5 separate regions of the Mus musculus genome follow, and all the other regions are linked to region 5. The links are chromatin contacts, called in public HiChIP or PLAC-seq and promoter capture Hi-C maps. All regions are on one chromosome and are shown on one strand. The core of a region is the stretch at or near the end of the contact, and the rest is flanking DNA. Distances in the headings are between cores, read along the strand shown. Region 1 holds the start of Tagap (T cell activation Rho GTPase activating protein). Region 2 has its middle 6.1 kb from the start of Gm39565. Region 3 has its middle 11 kb from the start of 1700110C19Rik. Region 4 holds the start of Pacrg (PARK2 co-regulated). Region 5 holds the start of 1700010I14Rik (RIKEN cDNA 1700010I14 gene).

Region 1 (2,700 bases), core at 69-2,568, 1.1 Mb before region 5:
GAGGCACGGGAACCTTCCATCTCAAGAAAAGTTTGAGCTGTTTTTTTGGGGGATGCTGCAGATGCTCAGGCTAAGAGTTCTATAACTCAGAAGACGGCTCAGAATTAAGATGAAAAACCTTGTAAAGTGGGCTCCATTTTCACATCATCGAGAGAGCCTTCTGTCTGGTGAGGAGAGAAGGCTTTCTCCAAAGTAGCAGTGTCCTTGACATTAGAGAAGCCCAACACCAATCCTGGATTGGGGTGCAGCTCAGAGGCAGAGTGTGTTCTGAGGGGCAGGTTTTAATCTCCAGCTCCAAAAACATAACGTCTTAGACAATTCTGTGGAATACTACAGAGCCAAACATCAAATTATCCGTGGAATGTTCAAAGCCATAGCTCTGAGGTGGGATGCCAATACACACACACACACACGCACACGCACACGCACATGTACACACACACACACACACACACACACACACACGACCTGATTTGATCTCGAAGGAAGAAGAGGAGGTGACACAACAGAAGATGCCAGATTGGAGGGCAGTTTTACATGCAATATAATTTGCAGCATCTGCATTTCAAACCGTTGTGTTCTTCTAGATTTTCCAAAGATGCTACCATGTTGACAAACATGTGACGCTTTTTGTTCCCTTTACAAAGTTGTTGATCCTAAAATGAACACATCTGTACCCATCTGACTGACTCCGTACTTCACAATAAACTTAGGGCAGTGGTTCTCTACATGAGAAATAAATGAATTTCTCAATGGGCAATTCCCCTAGTTCCAAAGAAACTGGTGTAGCTTTCGAGGGTAATTTTCAAAGAGGGGAAGTCATCCCTCCATCTCCGTCCTGGTTTTATAGCAACACCCTGCACCTAGATGTGCCAATTGATATCTAGTCCTGGATGGAGAGGATGGTGGGTGACCGGGAACAGCACCCAAACAGGACACCCAGAGCAGGGAGGGGCCAGCAGGAACAACTAGAAAGGAAAGTGATGTTTACACACAGAATAATAAAATTTCTCATCCTGCACACACCACCTTTGACATCAACCAGAGCCACTGCCTATGTTCAATATGTCATGGTTTCCACTCCTAGTAGTTTGTAGACATTTTTACTTTGAAATGGGGGGGGTGGGAATTAGGGGGGTTAGGCTTGGAAAGAACCGGCGCTGCCCTAAAAGGAATGAGGAAGTGAGAGCAGAGCAGTCTCTGGCTGGCTTTGGCTGTGTAACAACCCATGATGTTCCTTCCGGCCCCAGTAATATTCTGAGTTTCCACCTGCCCGCCCCCGCCACATATAACACTCAGCACACGAGGCTGAGGGCCCAGTGCCTTGTCTCTGTGGGTGGACTCCTAGGGTCAGAGTGTCATGTTGTGTCTCCCGTTTTCCACAGTTCGCCAGAGGTAAAAAGAGCTCTGGCTGAAGACCGTTGCTGGTAAGTACTGTAGATTAACAGGACAAAACATAAACTGCCTTGTGGGTCGAGGGTCTTGGGTCCCTGAAGTGTCAGGGGCCAGTGCCACTAAAAACAGCTCTATTGAGAAACATGTGTCAGCCTTAGAAGGACTCTGAATGGAGAATGCTAGGGGCTGTGTGTCAGCTGCCAGCTTGGGGGCTTAGGGATTCTGTAAATGTTATCTTTTGTTTCTGTACACTGTATATATTGTCCTGGAGGTAAATTTCTGTCTTACTTGGGTTTCATGAGAGTGCAGAGCTTTTAATATAGTATGTGCGAGCACTCAGAAAAGCAAGTCTTGGTTGTTGTAATGTGTACTCAGGCTCTCCTGATGGGAACTTAGTAACTCGTAACAAAGTTTGGGAGTAGTAAAGGCGTGTGGCTTAAAGAATTTAGGATTAAGTTTCTCAGAGGCTGTTCTTAATCATAGGTGACATTTAGGAAGAAAGACTGATGTTATCTTGCTTCATGGAGTCGTAGGAATTTTTATTTCATTTGGATAGAATAAGACACAATGAAAACTTGGATGAGATTCTCAACGATGCTTCTTAGTGGGAGCCCAGTTTTAGGTGAACACTTTTCTATCCAGTAGCTTTAAGCTCTGGGTCCTTTTTTGTTTTGTTTTGTTTTGTTTTTTGTTTTTTCAAACTGACTTTGAAATTTGAATTTGACTGGACTAGTTATTCTATTTTCTAACTCTTTTCATTTATGATTTGTTGTACACAGGATCAAAGCCTCGAGGTAGTGGACCCCCCTCTTGGACTGTCAGTCTCCATTCCAATGAAGCTGATAAGCAGTCTCGATGGTGTACGTAAGTCCTTTGCACCTACTCATTCATCTTGTCCACAGACAGGGGCTGAAGGACCTTCGCTGATGTTCTTTTTCCTCTCTTTTAGTCAAAAACACTTAATGCTAACAACATGGAGACATTAATTGAATGTCAGTCAGAGGTAAGAAAGTAATGTTTTAAACTTTTTATTTGCACTGTAATTAGATAAAAGACATTCTTTTGTTACTCATTTGGGTTATTTAATTATTGGTGTGAGATGAATATCAGATTATAAACTAAACACGTCTATTGAGATCTTCCAAAATAATGTTGATCTGAGAAGATAAAATACAGAATCAATGCATTTGACTTAATTTTCAAGATGAATAAAAGGCCGTATGTGCATTTTATGGAGAAAGATGGGATGTCTTTGGGTGTCACTATTTTAACTGAAATGCATGTTTTCAGGGTGATATCAAAGTG
Region 2 (2,700 bases), core at 122-2,621, 1.4 Mb after region 5:
CTCCTCTGTGCTCCTCCTTGCTCTTATAGAGTCTTGGTGATAGGTTAGGCCTTCCTGGAGAATCCAGGTATCCTGGTGTGGTTTCTACTATGTGATACACACCACAACCAAAAGAAGGAAACGGATGGAAGGGTCTTCTTTTCATTTTTGACTTTTGTCTTGCATGTCCCAGTCCCTGTCAATCACTGAGTGAAGTCAATTAAGGAATGTCAATCAGGAACAGAGATAGGAACGATGGACAGGTATCACTTACAGTCGTGCTCATCATGGCTTTCTCAACTTCCTTTTAATATAAGCCAGGCCCACCTGCCCAGGGGAGGCACTGCCCACAGTGGGCTGAGCCCTCCCACATCAATCACTAATTAAGAAAATGCCCCCATAGACTTGTTCCCAGGCTAATCTGATAGAAGCATTTTCTCAATCGAGGTTCCCTGTTCCCAGATGATCTTAGCTTGCATCAAGTCGACAAAACCATCAAACAACAACTAGCAAGGATAACACTTGGGTTAAACATACAAAAAGACCCTCTTATCCATAGGTGTCATAATTCACAGGCTTAGGGTTTGATGATGTGGACATCCTGAGGAAGGGTATTATTCTGTCCATCACGTTTTGCAAACACACACACACACACACACACACACACACACACACACTCATTTCAGACAAAAAAATTTAGGAAATGTTGAATTAAATAAAGTTAACTGGGTTTCATTATTGCAAAGCTGTTTAGAATTTTGCTTTTATTCTGAGTCAGGCTTTGTTGTGTGACTTTACTGTAGTATAACTAATATAAGTTTATCCCCGACTAGCTTACAAATAAATGAGACTCAGACTATGGTTATTTTATTTGGCTTTAACAATTACTGGGGGCTCACCCCTAATCTACCCTTCTCACTGCTGGCCTGGCTACCTACCAGTGGTGAACCCCAGTCTCTTGCTGTTTCGCCTGGCCACGTTACATGCTCATGATCCACTTCCCCTCATGGTGGCTTCCTCCTCTCCTTGTTCTTCCTCCTCATTTGGTCTCTCCTCTTTCCTTAATGTTCCTCTTCATCCCAAGTCAGGTAACTCAAAACCCACCCACCTCTAACCCCTCCAGGAATTGGCTATAGCCAGTTTTATTTAATCAACAGTTTTAAATTAAGGAACAAGGTTTGCAGAACAAAAGCTTGTAAATGTAAGAATTCACTTAAAGGCCTAGACCTTCTGGTACAGAATTTAGCATCACAATACACAGCTACAGATCAAACCTCAACACTTTTCCTGTTGAAATGTGATTAAAAGTTCACTTACCCTAGACAGGGCACCAGCAGCAGACCGAAGTAACAGTTCTATCTAATTCTAGCTTTGTGAACCAGCGTGCATGTTGGAATTACTTAGAGGAGTACAGGTGACATAATGGTAGCTGTATCTCTGAAAAGTCCCACCCTAGCCTGGGTGACAACTCACAGAAGACATGTCCTTGAGCTCCCTGCATGGCTTGCAAGCAGCTGGTCAGACTGGAGACTCCTCATCCCTAGCCATTGTTATTGCTTATGTAACCTTGGGGGGTTGAACCTTGTAAATGTTCTAAGTTTGGGTGCTGTCTGGAATTTCCTTCCTCATCCTTGTAAATTTCAGTTACTTCCTGAGTCTTACAAGCTTCCCTTATTCCTCTATTCAAAGGGAACACTATACAACTGGTTCTCTGGTAGCCAAGCCTGGTCTTCAACTTCTGATCCTCCTATCTCCCCTCCTGAGTACTGGGATTGCAGGCATGAGTCTCCACATTGACTCTTTGAATGTGTTTGTGTATAATACAGAGTACAAATCAGAAAGGTTGGTATCTGTTACTCTTGTTTCATCAAATGCCTTCTATCCCATCCCCTTTTAAAATTCCTGTGAAGAAACACCTAATATTTCGGGATTGAATGGGATCCCAGCCTTAGGAAGACAGGAGAGTCTGGAGGTGTTTCTCTACAGCCTGAAGACACCCGTGATTCTAAGCTTTAGCACATTCCAGGTGGGTTGCCTCATGTCTGTGCAGTGAATTGAACACCGGGGAGAGAACACCTTCATTTCATCTCTGAAATCTCTGGTGAGAAATGAGATGCCCTCCTCCACCCTCAGACGGAGACGTTGCCATCTGCCCATCCGTTCCCTGAACCAGAGAAAGCTGCAGGGCCATCCAGACATCCATGTTTTCTGCCCACTTTTACTGACTCCAGTTCCTGGGTCCAGCCCACTTTGTGCCTGTGCCTCTCAGACTCTTGACTAGAAGAGCAAACAGCTGTCTCCCAAAAATACTCAGAGAGATTCCCTCAGCATGTATATATTGCCAGGGAGGTGGGGCGATAGGCCAACGGGGTGGGCCCAGGAAGTCATGAGTCACCTGGCAAGAATTGCCTGAGTATTTTAGGCCCCAGGGTGGGGTAGCAGGGGGTGGAGTAGGCAATGCTTGTATTCATGGTTGGGCTAATTTATGGTTTTTATCCAAGTTAATGGTAGTTCTGAGAGGCGGCTCCACGGAGCTTGGCCACTAGAATGTGTCTTTAACTACCCCACTAAGCTACCCTGCGGATGGGGTACCATTCCCACCCTGTTTGCGGGTTTTTAATGTCAGTCTGTGAACCCCCATCTTCCTACTGCCCTATCATTCCTCCTTCTTTGTCCAGTCCCCTCCCTGCTGAGGAGGGTGTCAGGCATGTCTGCTTTGCC
Region 3 (2,700 bases), core at 67-2,566, 1.3 Mb after region 5:
GGGCAAGGTACCAGTTTACCAGCTTTGTCCAGATTCCTTTTAATTTTCAGTGAGCTTCTATCTGATTGAAGGTTTCTTGTAGTAAGTAGTGAACTGGGGCAAATTGGAAGTTTTTATGAAATTTAGCACATTTCCTCCGATGTTTCCTAATAGTAAGATTTAACTAGTAATATTTGTACACTTTCGTTCAAAGCAACATAGTTGCAATCCCAGGTATTTCCAAAATGTGAACTAGGATGTAAGTTATTTTCTATTGCTAACTATTCAGGCTCTCATTGCTGTATAGTGTGTACCCCAAACTAAGCAGGATGCTTCATAAGACCTATAATCCATGTGTTTCATCTCAACCACTGTTAGGTATTACAAGGCTTTGACTTAAAATTCCTACCTGGTTAAAGCAACCCCCTTTCCACAGAGGAGTCTTTGTCCCAAAGCTGCTTAGTTCCATGTTGCCATCCTCTTCCTTTCTGATGAAAACTAGCCTGGCCAATCCATCCTTTACTGCCCCTGTATTCACTCCCAGGCTTTAAGGCCATTGGTCATCCTTCCTGTGAGACAGTGCTTTAGGAAGAAAGGAAGACTGCTCTAGCTTCCTCTCTTGAGCTCTGAGCCTTTGCTCTCTCCCTTGCTCTGTGCACTCCAGACCTCCCAAAATAAAAGCCAGGAGGAGTGTTTAAAAATAGTTTTTAAAAGCTTCATAGGGTGTGTGGGTGTCAAGGTAGCTGTTTGCGTGCAGACTTTCTCTTGGGATTCTGGGTTCTGTGCACAGAACATTTATGGAAGTTTTTCAACCTTCCATAGTGAGTGTCGATGTATTGTGTCTAACCCACAGGCTGATTTTGCGCACGTTTTCCCCGACACAGCCACATTCTGTTCCCTTTTCTTGCCTTACGTATTAGTGTAGACCCCTAGATCTTCATGCCTCACTTCTGTGGGTGGCAAAGGAGAAGGCAGCCGCCAGCGCAGTGGAGAGGGCAAAGCAAACCTGTCTGTTAAGAAAGAGCGGGACAGAACAAAGAGCACACATCCTTTGCCAACAGTCTTCGGAAACAGGCTCAGTCCGCTCATGCGCAGGAAGAAGGCCGGCCCGGGATAGTGTGGGCAGGAACAGGCAGAATGACCCCCGGGGATCACGGGTTTGTTGGAGTTTCCAGCACCTTTCATCCTTTGTCCCCACTTCTGATTCACATGCATATTACCCTGACCAACTCCACACTAAATTCTCTTTCTCCCCCTGGCTCTCTGGAAGGTGGTGGGAACCTCTAAATATTTATGAGGTGTCCGGGACTCTGGTGCTCTTGTGGCGCTAATGAATGCGTGCCTGCGCACAGGGACCCGAAACCCGGCAAAGGGACGGCCACACAGCTCCTGGCCTCGCAGTTCCCAGGCCCGGAAGAAAGCGGGGAGGATGAAGGGAGGAGAAGCTGTTGTCAGGAGAGAAACAAACGGTCGGGCTACACAAAAGAAAGAACAGAGTTCCATCTTTGCCCGCTGGAGCGCTCTGGAGCGGGTAGGAATGTGCGTGAGGCAGGGGAGTAACTCGCCCGATTCCCAAGTCGGAAATGAGTTTCCTAGGAGACAAAGAACCTACCCGCATTTTCTTTTAAGCCCCACTTTCTCCAGTTAAGAGTCTGGACCTCTCGCAGAAGCTGTTAGGGTCCTTTATGCGCTGTTTTCATTAGGGAGCTAAATTCCGTCTTAAAGTGAACTCTCCCTAAATATGTTTGCATAAAGGAATCTATAATTCTAGCTTGGAATGTAAATCACCTGTAGTAACAGGTGGTCTTCGTGGTATCTTAATAGAAAGAGTGATGTATTCATACATTGGAAATGAACCGGGGACGTCGGAATGTCCGGAACATCAAGCACCAGAAAGAATCGTCTGCCTAGCCCCCATTGGCTCGCGTCTCCAGACACCGAGATCTGAGGGCTCCCTCAATGTCACTCCCAGGCGGGGGAGTCTGCAGGCAGCTAGTCTATTGAAGTCATCCATACAATGCTGATTATTTTCCTTTGTAGGTCTCAATATCCAAAAAGATTAAGGTTTTGTTACTTTAAAACACTCGTTCCGGATGCAAGAAACAAGTAACCTTGGCTCCGCTCATCTATCTTCCTAGGATGCTAAAAAAAAAAAAAAAACTAGGAAATCCTACCTCAGGCCTGGTCATGGCCCAAACTTTAGCTCTGCCAAAGGGAGGCAAAGCAGAAACTGAGCCCTAGCTTCCTTTTGAACACACTAGAAGCTCTGCGCAGCTCCGTGACAGCCTGTAAGTCAGTTGTAGAGAGCTAAGACTTCATGTTGGAAGATTCAAAACATGTCCCCAGGATCCCACCCTGCCCTGTCACCCAGACCTGACTATGTGATTCCTAAACATTCCGCACAGGAGAAAGACTGAATTTCTTGTGCTTCTGCACCAGGGCATTTCGTGGAAAAGTGCGAGTTAGTAGGAATATTTAGTAAATGTTTTCAGTGAGCATTGCGTAGCTTTGATCAAAAGAATGTACAGATTCTGTCGCCATTTTGTGAGGTGATAGGACTGAGTTTGTAAACACGACTACTTTGTGGTTGTCTATCGTTGTGGCTTCTACTCCGGTGATCTTTCCAGTTGGCCTTGCTAGGATCTGCAAAGGACTCCAGAGAGCTAGCTCCCCACTGACTCGAAGTGTGCTTTTAGAACCAGTGAGCAGAGCGCATACAAT
Region 4 (2,700 bases), core at 112-2,611, 1.9 Mb after region 5:
TTGCAATATATAAGTAGAAATATAGTGGGACAACGAAGAACACTATTAAGCTAATATATTGAATTGCTGTATAATAAGATCCTCTCAGGGTGTAAATTGTACAAAATTGAAAACTACATTTAGTATTAAATCTCTCACACTCCTAAACAGGTGCCCACTCAGTAGACAAACATGGTTTAGCATACCAAATCATATGGTATTTAATAAACAAGAAGATTGAAAAGCAGTATTAGGCATATAGCTAAACCGTTTGTGTGCCTTTGAATATTTTCCCCTATTCGTGTTAAGAATATTTTATTTGTATTATCACAACTCATAAAAATGAAATAGGGCTTGTATTATTAGAGACACTTGAAATAGAGCTTATATTGTTTAAAATGTATTTAAAAGGCCTATCAGGAACCAGTCTTCACATAAGTAATTTTTGAATACTTTAACAGGTTAATACCTTTTTTTTTGTCAGAATGTTGCTGAGTAAATGCTAAGGCATTCTAAAATGTCCCAGATGAGATAAATTAGTATATATTACTGATGAGTTTATGTGTCTCATACTGGTTCGTGTTAAATTTTGAAAGCCTATGACTTCTAAGAGCATTCACTCCAGAAGGTCTTGTACTGAGTGGACTAAGTTTACAATAAAGATAAGGATTTTTTTCCCCCTTACCAGTGAAACAGCTTAAGTGTAATTTGGGGTAGTGGAGAAAGCACACTTGCTCAAGAAGGTGCTTATACGCTAACTCAGTACATCGCCTGCCCCAAAGGTTCTTTAACCACCTAGCCTACATCTCTGCACACTGTCGGGCAGAGTCTGCTACTGACCGAGTCATTGCCAGTTCTGGTAAACAGTACCAGGACCCAGGGCTTGTCATCCTCTACAACCACATGTCCCCTGATTCGGAGCAAGTGCGTTCAATCGAGGAAGATCACTTACGACTGAGTTTTTCATCATGGCTTTGACTGTGAAGCCCTCAGAAACCAGGGAACGAGGCTGGTGCACCTGGAACGTCTGTTGTGGCAGCAGTTTAGTCCTCTTCGGCATCTTGTCTGGGCATTTGTTTAAGGTCAGGGTCTCTTTTTCTACCACATTCTTCCTAGAAAACGTCTTGTTCTTATCAGAGGTGTGGAAGAAAAACCAGTGGCTTTTACAGAAGTGAGCAGGGGGTCGGGAAAACACTCTAAAAGGCTCTAGTGGTAGAAATTCAACCCCTCGTGCTGCCCAGGGAGATCCAGATGTTTGGCAGCACCAAGGTGGAGGGAGTTTAGGGGAGGAGAGGGGCGGGAAGAGGGCTGGGATCCGAGGCTAGAGTCTCTAAGAGCTTCCAAAGGTGTAAGCCTCCCGGTTGCTAAGCGATTAGTCAACATTAGGAGACGCTAGTCCCGCCCCTCCGTGACGAGCGTTTCCGGAAAAGGTTACCAGCGAAGACAGTTGCAGCTGCCGGAGGCGAATCTTACGGGTTAAAACTACGCCTCCCAGCAGGCTTCGCGCTAGGGGCGGGTGGTTGCGCGTGCGCACTGCGCCCGCCTGGCTCGCGAGGGGAAGGGGGAGGAGGCCTGGATGACTAAACCTGACAGAAACGCTGGTGGGAGGCTCGGGCGGGCGCCAGTGCCCGCGTAGGTCCTTCTCGACCCGCAGCCACCACCCGCCCGGTGACCATGATAGGTACGTGGGTGCCTGCCAGGTACAATCTCTCCGCGCCGCCCCGCGTCCGTGTGTGGCACCACGTCACACCCCACGGGTCCGAGTGGGATCCTCGGGGGCCGACCCGAGCCACCTGTCAGTGTCACGGCGGAGGCGTGCGTGCCGCGCTCCGTCCGCTCTGTGGGCTTCCTCGGCCCGCCCCCCCCCCCCCCCCCGCCCATAGCCTGGTCCGGTGTGTGCTAGAGCATTAGGTATGAGTTTCCAACCTGCCTTAGCCAAGGTTAGCTCGCTGAAGACTGTATCCCCACGGACACCCGCGTGCTCCACTGCGACCCCCGACGGCGGGGCTCGCCCTGCCGCTCCACGGGGTGACCAGCCCAGGTCTGTTTCGGTCAAGCTGTCCTTCACTTCAGGGCGAGTTCACACACCCTAGGACTTAAAGAAAATCTCAGGAAAGCATCTGCCTCGTGGAGATCGCACCTCAGTTCTGTCTTTTTAAATGTGTCCTCGGAGATCTGAGACGAAAGACTAGCCGAGTAGATAACTGCAAAGATGGCTTTTTCCCCCACTACAGTTTGTGACTGGGTGCAGTTTGACCAGTGCAGCTTTGGAAGTGGCCACTAGGGTTGTTCTAAGCAGTGTGAAGTAGGCAGATTGGAAAGGACCTCCCTGACAGAGATGTTATATGTGAAGCCACGTTTTGGGTTCTCCTCCGGGATAAGTAGAAATAAATGCATAATTTAGCGCACATTCCCGTTTGGAGGTTTCGTTACTGTAGACTCGCCGCCCCCATCCAAGTGATGTTCTGAAGATGTAGTGAACTTGTTTGTGATATATGCCTGACAGGTATCGCACTAAGCACATCTGAAGTCGGTCTATTTGAGATGTGTCTAGAAGATGGATGAGAGGTGCATTTATGAAGTAAATGCGTTACACGGTGAAAGTAGCCGAGTCTGTTTTAACTCATAAAAGTAATGTTACAAGTGTGCAGCCCTCCTCTCTTCCTCTTGAGAGTCATGCTAGGCAGCTAAGATGCTCCTGGAAGCAGAGGTGCACGCTCA
Region 5 (2,700 bases), core at 119-2,618:
CCTTGATTAGTGATTGATATGGAAGGGTCCACTATGGGTGGTGCCACACCCTAGGCCGGTGGTCCCGACTGTGGAATAAATGAGCCTGAGCAAGCCACAGGAAGCAAGGCAGTAAGCAGTACTCCTCTGTGGCCTTCTGCATCATCAGCTCCTGCCTCCAGGTTTCTGCCCAGTTTGAGTTCCAATTTCCTTCAAGGTCAGAGTAAACTGAAATAAACACCCTCCTTCCCAAGTTGCTTTTGGTGATAGTGTTTATGACAGCAATAGAAACCCAAGACAGAGGTAGACTGTGTGTACATGTGCTCTACCTCCTCCAACACCACCATCTCTGCCCTGAGCCTCACGGGGAAGGGGTCAGGGTGTGTGGCTCGGTGGTAGGGCATTCGTTTGCCTCTGAAGAGTGGGTTCCAGCCTGGCACTGTGGAAAAGTTGCTAGTTCCCTTTCATATCAAACCAGGCTGAAAGGGTCAGAATTCACTGCCCGAGTCATAGGTTAAGGTTATAGGTCACCTGGGACTAGGTGCAACTCTGTTCTTCCTGGCTTTCCATAGCACTTAGCCATTGCTGCTCAAAACTCTTCCCTGGGTGAACGCAGGTGTCTGGTCCTTCCATTCCTCTGCCTTCAGGAGCCACCCCCTCCCCCACGTGGGGACAACATGGGCAGTGAGCCAGGGATTTGCTTCCACAAAAATCCACCTTAGTTTTGACAGGTCGTTGCAGTGATAATAATTGAATATACTTCTCCTTCAATCACTTTGATAGACGACTAAACAATAGGAGGGAATATGGGTTTTACTATATTCTTAAGAATCGACACATATTTGACCCTTGACGTTCTGATTTTTGTCACCTAAGGGATAGAATGATTACGCTGACATAAGCCATGATTTGGAAGAATTTTTTTTTCGGCCGTAGGGTGGGGGGGGGGGGGAGATTAACATTTTCCAGAAGTAGGGGAGGTGCCGCTCTTACTAGCACATGCCTTGTGCAAACCAGAGTTCTTCCCTTTCTGTCTGAACTCGAGGATCTGAGTTGGTGACCCTATCGCGTGTCCAGAAACACCTCAGCCCTCCTCTTTAGCATCCCGTGTGCTCTGGTTCTTGCGTCTAGAACCAAGGACTGCAGCGGGGGCACATTCACTGGGGACACCAGTTATCTTTTGTCCCATGCTCTGTAATGAATCTTGCCTAGTTTTGTTTTGCAAAGTAAAACCAGTGAGCATCCCTCCAGGGCTCCCAGACCTGGCTGGGGAAGGTGGCAGACTCCTGGCTATTCTGTTATTCTGCCACCCTGTGGCCGGGCGCCAGAGTTACACTGAGGGGGAGGGGCTAGGAATATTTACTGTTTCCATGGCAACTGCAGCTTCCGTTGGCAACTGCAGCTTCCGTTGGCAACTGCAGCTTCCGTTGGCAGCGAGCCGACCAGAGGGGCAATGGCTGAGGATCAGGAACCTGACTGTAAGTGGTCTGCCTCTATTTTTGTGGGTTTTGACCCGGTTGATGTTTGTCCAGGAAAGCTGGTTTCTCAGAAGTGGTTTTGAAAGTAAAAACCTTTCTGGTGGCAGGAAGTCAGCTCCTGGATCAGGAGGGTTTGCTTGGACCCAGCGACTCAGACCTTTCAGAAGCTTAAGGAAGCTGGCTACTTCTGTCCTCAACCGGAAACAGAGAGCAAAGAACACACGCGCACCATTTCTCCACTCAGCTCCAGGACCCCGCCAGGAAACAGAGTGGGTCTTCCCACCTCAGCCCATTTAAGAAAACCCCTCAGGTCATGGCCACAGGACAACTTCATCTAGACAATTTCTTTTGAGAGTTCCTTCCTGGATTCTATTTTGTGTCAGACTGATAATCAAAAGTAACTATCACCTTGGTATGTGTGTTATAGGATGTGTGTAAAGGCGTATGGAGTGTGTGTGTGTAAAAGTACCTTGGAGGGAAAGGGATGGAGGGGCTCACCATACTCGTTCAGTGCTTTTTGTTTTGAAGCTGAGAGTTTTGCAAAACTTCCTGTACCACACCGCTCTCTTGGTATGTGACTTACAGGTCAGAGAGGCAGGCAGGCAAGCAGGTGTCTGTTTCGAATACATAGATGATTGTCCACACATAATAAAAGTAGGGAACAGCTCACATGTAATAAATCTAACAACCTAACAGTCTAGCTCTAAGTGACACCACCAGTATTGAGAGGCAGAGTTCACTCAGGGAATATTGCTAGAGCAACAGGTTGCAAGTCTACTGTCCTAGTGCACAGCCAACCCCCATATCCACATGCAGTGATGTGGAGGTCATTGACATTGATGGGACACTGACAACACTGCAGATGTCCCTTGAGAGTGACGAGGCTAACTGGTAACAGCCTCAGTTGTGCTTAGCCAGGTCAGCCCGCATGCTAGACACTCAACACACACAAGGCTCAGAGCCAGGCCATTGGCAGGACATCTGCTGGGAGACATGGTCTCTTGTCATTAGAGTAAGCATGTGGCTCATGTCTGCTGAGGTACATTGGAGACCAGTATCTGTAGAGCTTCCTGAACCTGGACTTTTATGACCCTTCTGAGGCTGGTCTAGTTTTTGCATGTATGGTGTGCATGTGTGTGTTGGTCAGTACCTTGGAGAGAGGTATCCCCCCTATAAAACCCTACAACACAGACACCAAGGGGATAGTTAATTTTGATTATCAACCTGACACAAAATAAATTCA

The links. Promoter capture Hi-C pulls out the DNA fragments that hold promoters and counts their contacts. HiChIP or PLAC-seq counts read pairs in DNA pulled down with a chosen protein or histone mark.
Region 1: a promoter capture Hi-C map of pre-B cells shows a contact between it and region 5, with 2.9 times the contacts expected there. The contact joins the promoter of Tagap here to the promoter of 1700010I14Rik in region 5. A contact is called at or near these places in 3 of 39 promoter capture datasets (the C10 cell line, the HPC-7 cell line and pre-B cells).
Region 2: a contact with region 5 is called in an H3K27ac HiChIP or PLAC-seq map of embryonic stem cells, with 4 times the contacts expected there. The contact joins the enhancer-like site here to the promoter of 1700010I14Rik in region 5. A contact is called at or near these places in 4 of 39 promoter capture datasets (frontonasal cranial neural crest, hippocampal neurons, liver and 1 more) and 3 of 115 datasets of contacts at active chromatin or transcription factors (astrocytes and embryonic stem cells).
Region 3: a contact with region 5 is called in a promoter capture Hi-C map of liver, with 3 times the contacts expected there. The contact joins the enhancer-like site here to the promoter of 1700010I14Rik in region 5. A contact is called at or near these places in 3 of 39 promoter capture datasets (cranial neural crest, liver and maxillary cranial neural crest), 1 of 484 Hi-C or Micro-C datasets (CD4 T cells) and 4 of 115 datasets of contacts at active chromatin or transcription factors (astrocytes, embryonic stem cells, large pre-B cells and 1 more).
Region 4: a contact with region 5 is called in a promoter capture Hi-C map of pre-B cells, with 7 times the contacts expected there. The contact joins the promoter of Pacrg here to the promoter of 1700010I14Rik in region 5. A contact is called at or near these places in 5 of 39 promoter capture datasets (the C10 cell line, cranial neural crest, hippocampal neurons and 2 more), 1 of 484 Hi-C or Micro-C datasets (CD4 T cells), 1 of 115 datasets of contacts at active chromatin or transcription factors (astrocytes) and 1 of 9 other capture datasets (liver).

What each region holds. Positions count from the first base shown.
Region 1 is chr17:7,924,682-7,927,381 of GRCm38.p6, forward strand. It overlaps Tagap (T cell activation Rho GTPase activating protein), which reads left to right and starts at 1,319. Exons shown (of 10, transcript NM_145968.2): 1 at 1,319-1,427; 2 at 2,175-2,255; 3 at 2,345-2,398; 4 at 2,686-2,700. The coding sequence starts at 2,229. The region is part of intron 4 of Gm1604a (predicted gene 1604A); the gene reads right to left.
Region 2 is chr17:10,376,335-10,379,034 of GRCm38.p6, forward strand. No RefSeq gene overlaps it. Among named protein-coding and RNA genes, the nearest start is that of Gm39565, 6.1 kb to the left of the region's middle. Within about 2 kb of position 1,372, at least 49 of the 459 cell types and tissues checked have an H3K27ac peak or open chromatin away from gene starts, as enhancers often do. A contact at or near this core is called in embryonic stem cells, where this site is marked.
Region 3 is chr17:10,334,110-10,336,809 of GRCm38.p6, forward strand. No RefSeq gene overlaps it. Among named protein-coding and RNA genes, the nearest start is that of 1700110C19Rik, 11 kb to the left of the region's middle. RefSeq lists an enhancer at 1-2,700. Within about 2 kb of position 1,317, at least 204 of the 459 cell types and tissues checked have an H3K27ac peak or open chromatin away from gene starts, as enhancers often do. A contact at or near this core is called in astrocytes, embryonic stem cells, liver and 1 more, where this site is marked.
Region 4 is chr17:10,838,830-10,841,529 of GRCm38.p6, forward strand. It overlaps Pacrg (PARK2 co-regulated), which reads right to left and starts at 1,362. Exons shown (of 5, transcript NM_027032.2): 1 at 932-1,362. The coding sequence starts at 1,039. It overlaps Prkn (parkin RBR E3 ubiquitin protein ligase), which reads left to right and starts at 1,530. Exons shown (of 12, transcript NM_016694.4): 1 at 1,530-1,660. The coding sequence starts at 1,654.
Region 5 is chr17:8,986,965-8,989,664 of GRCm38.p6, forward strand. It overlaps 1700010I14Rik (RIKEN cDNA 1700010I14 gene), which reads left to right and starts at 1,369. Exons shown (of 10, transcript NM_025851.3): 1 at 1,369-1,457. The coding sequence starts at 1,433.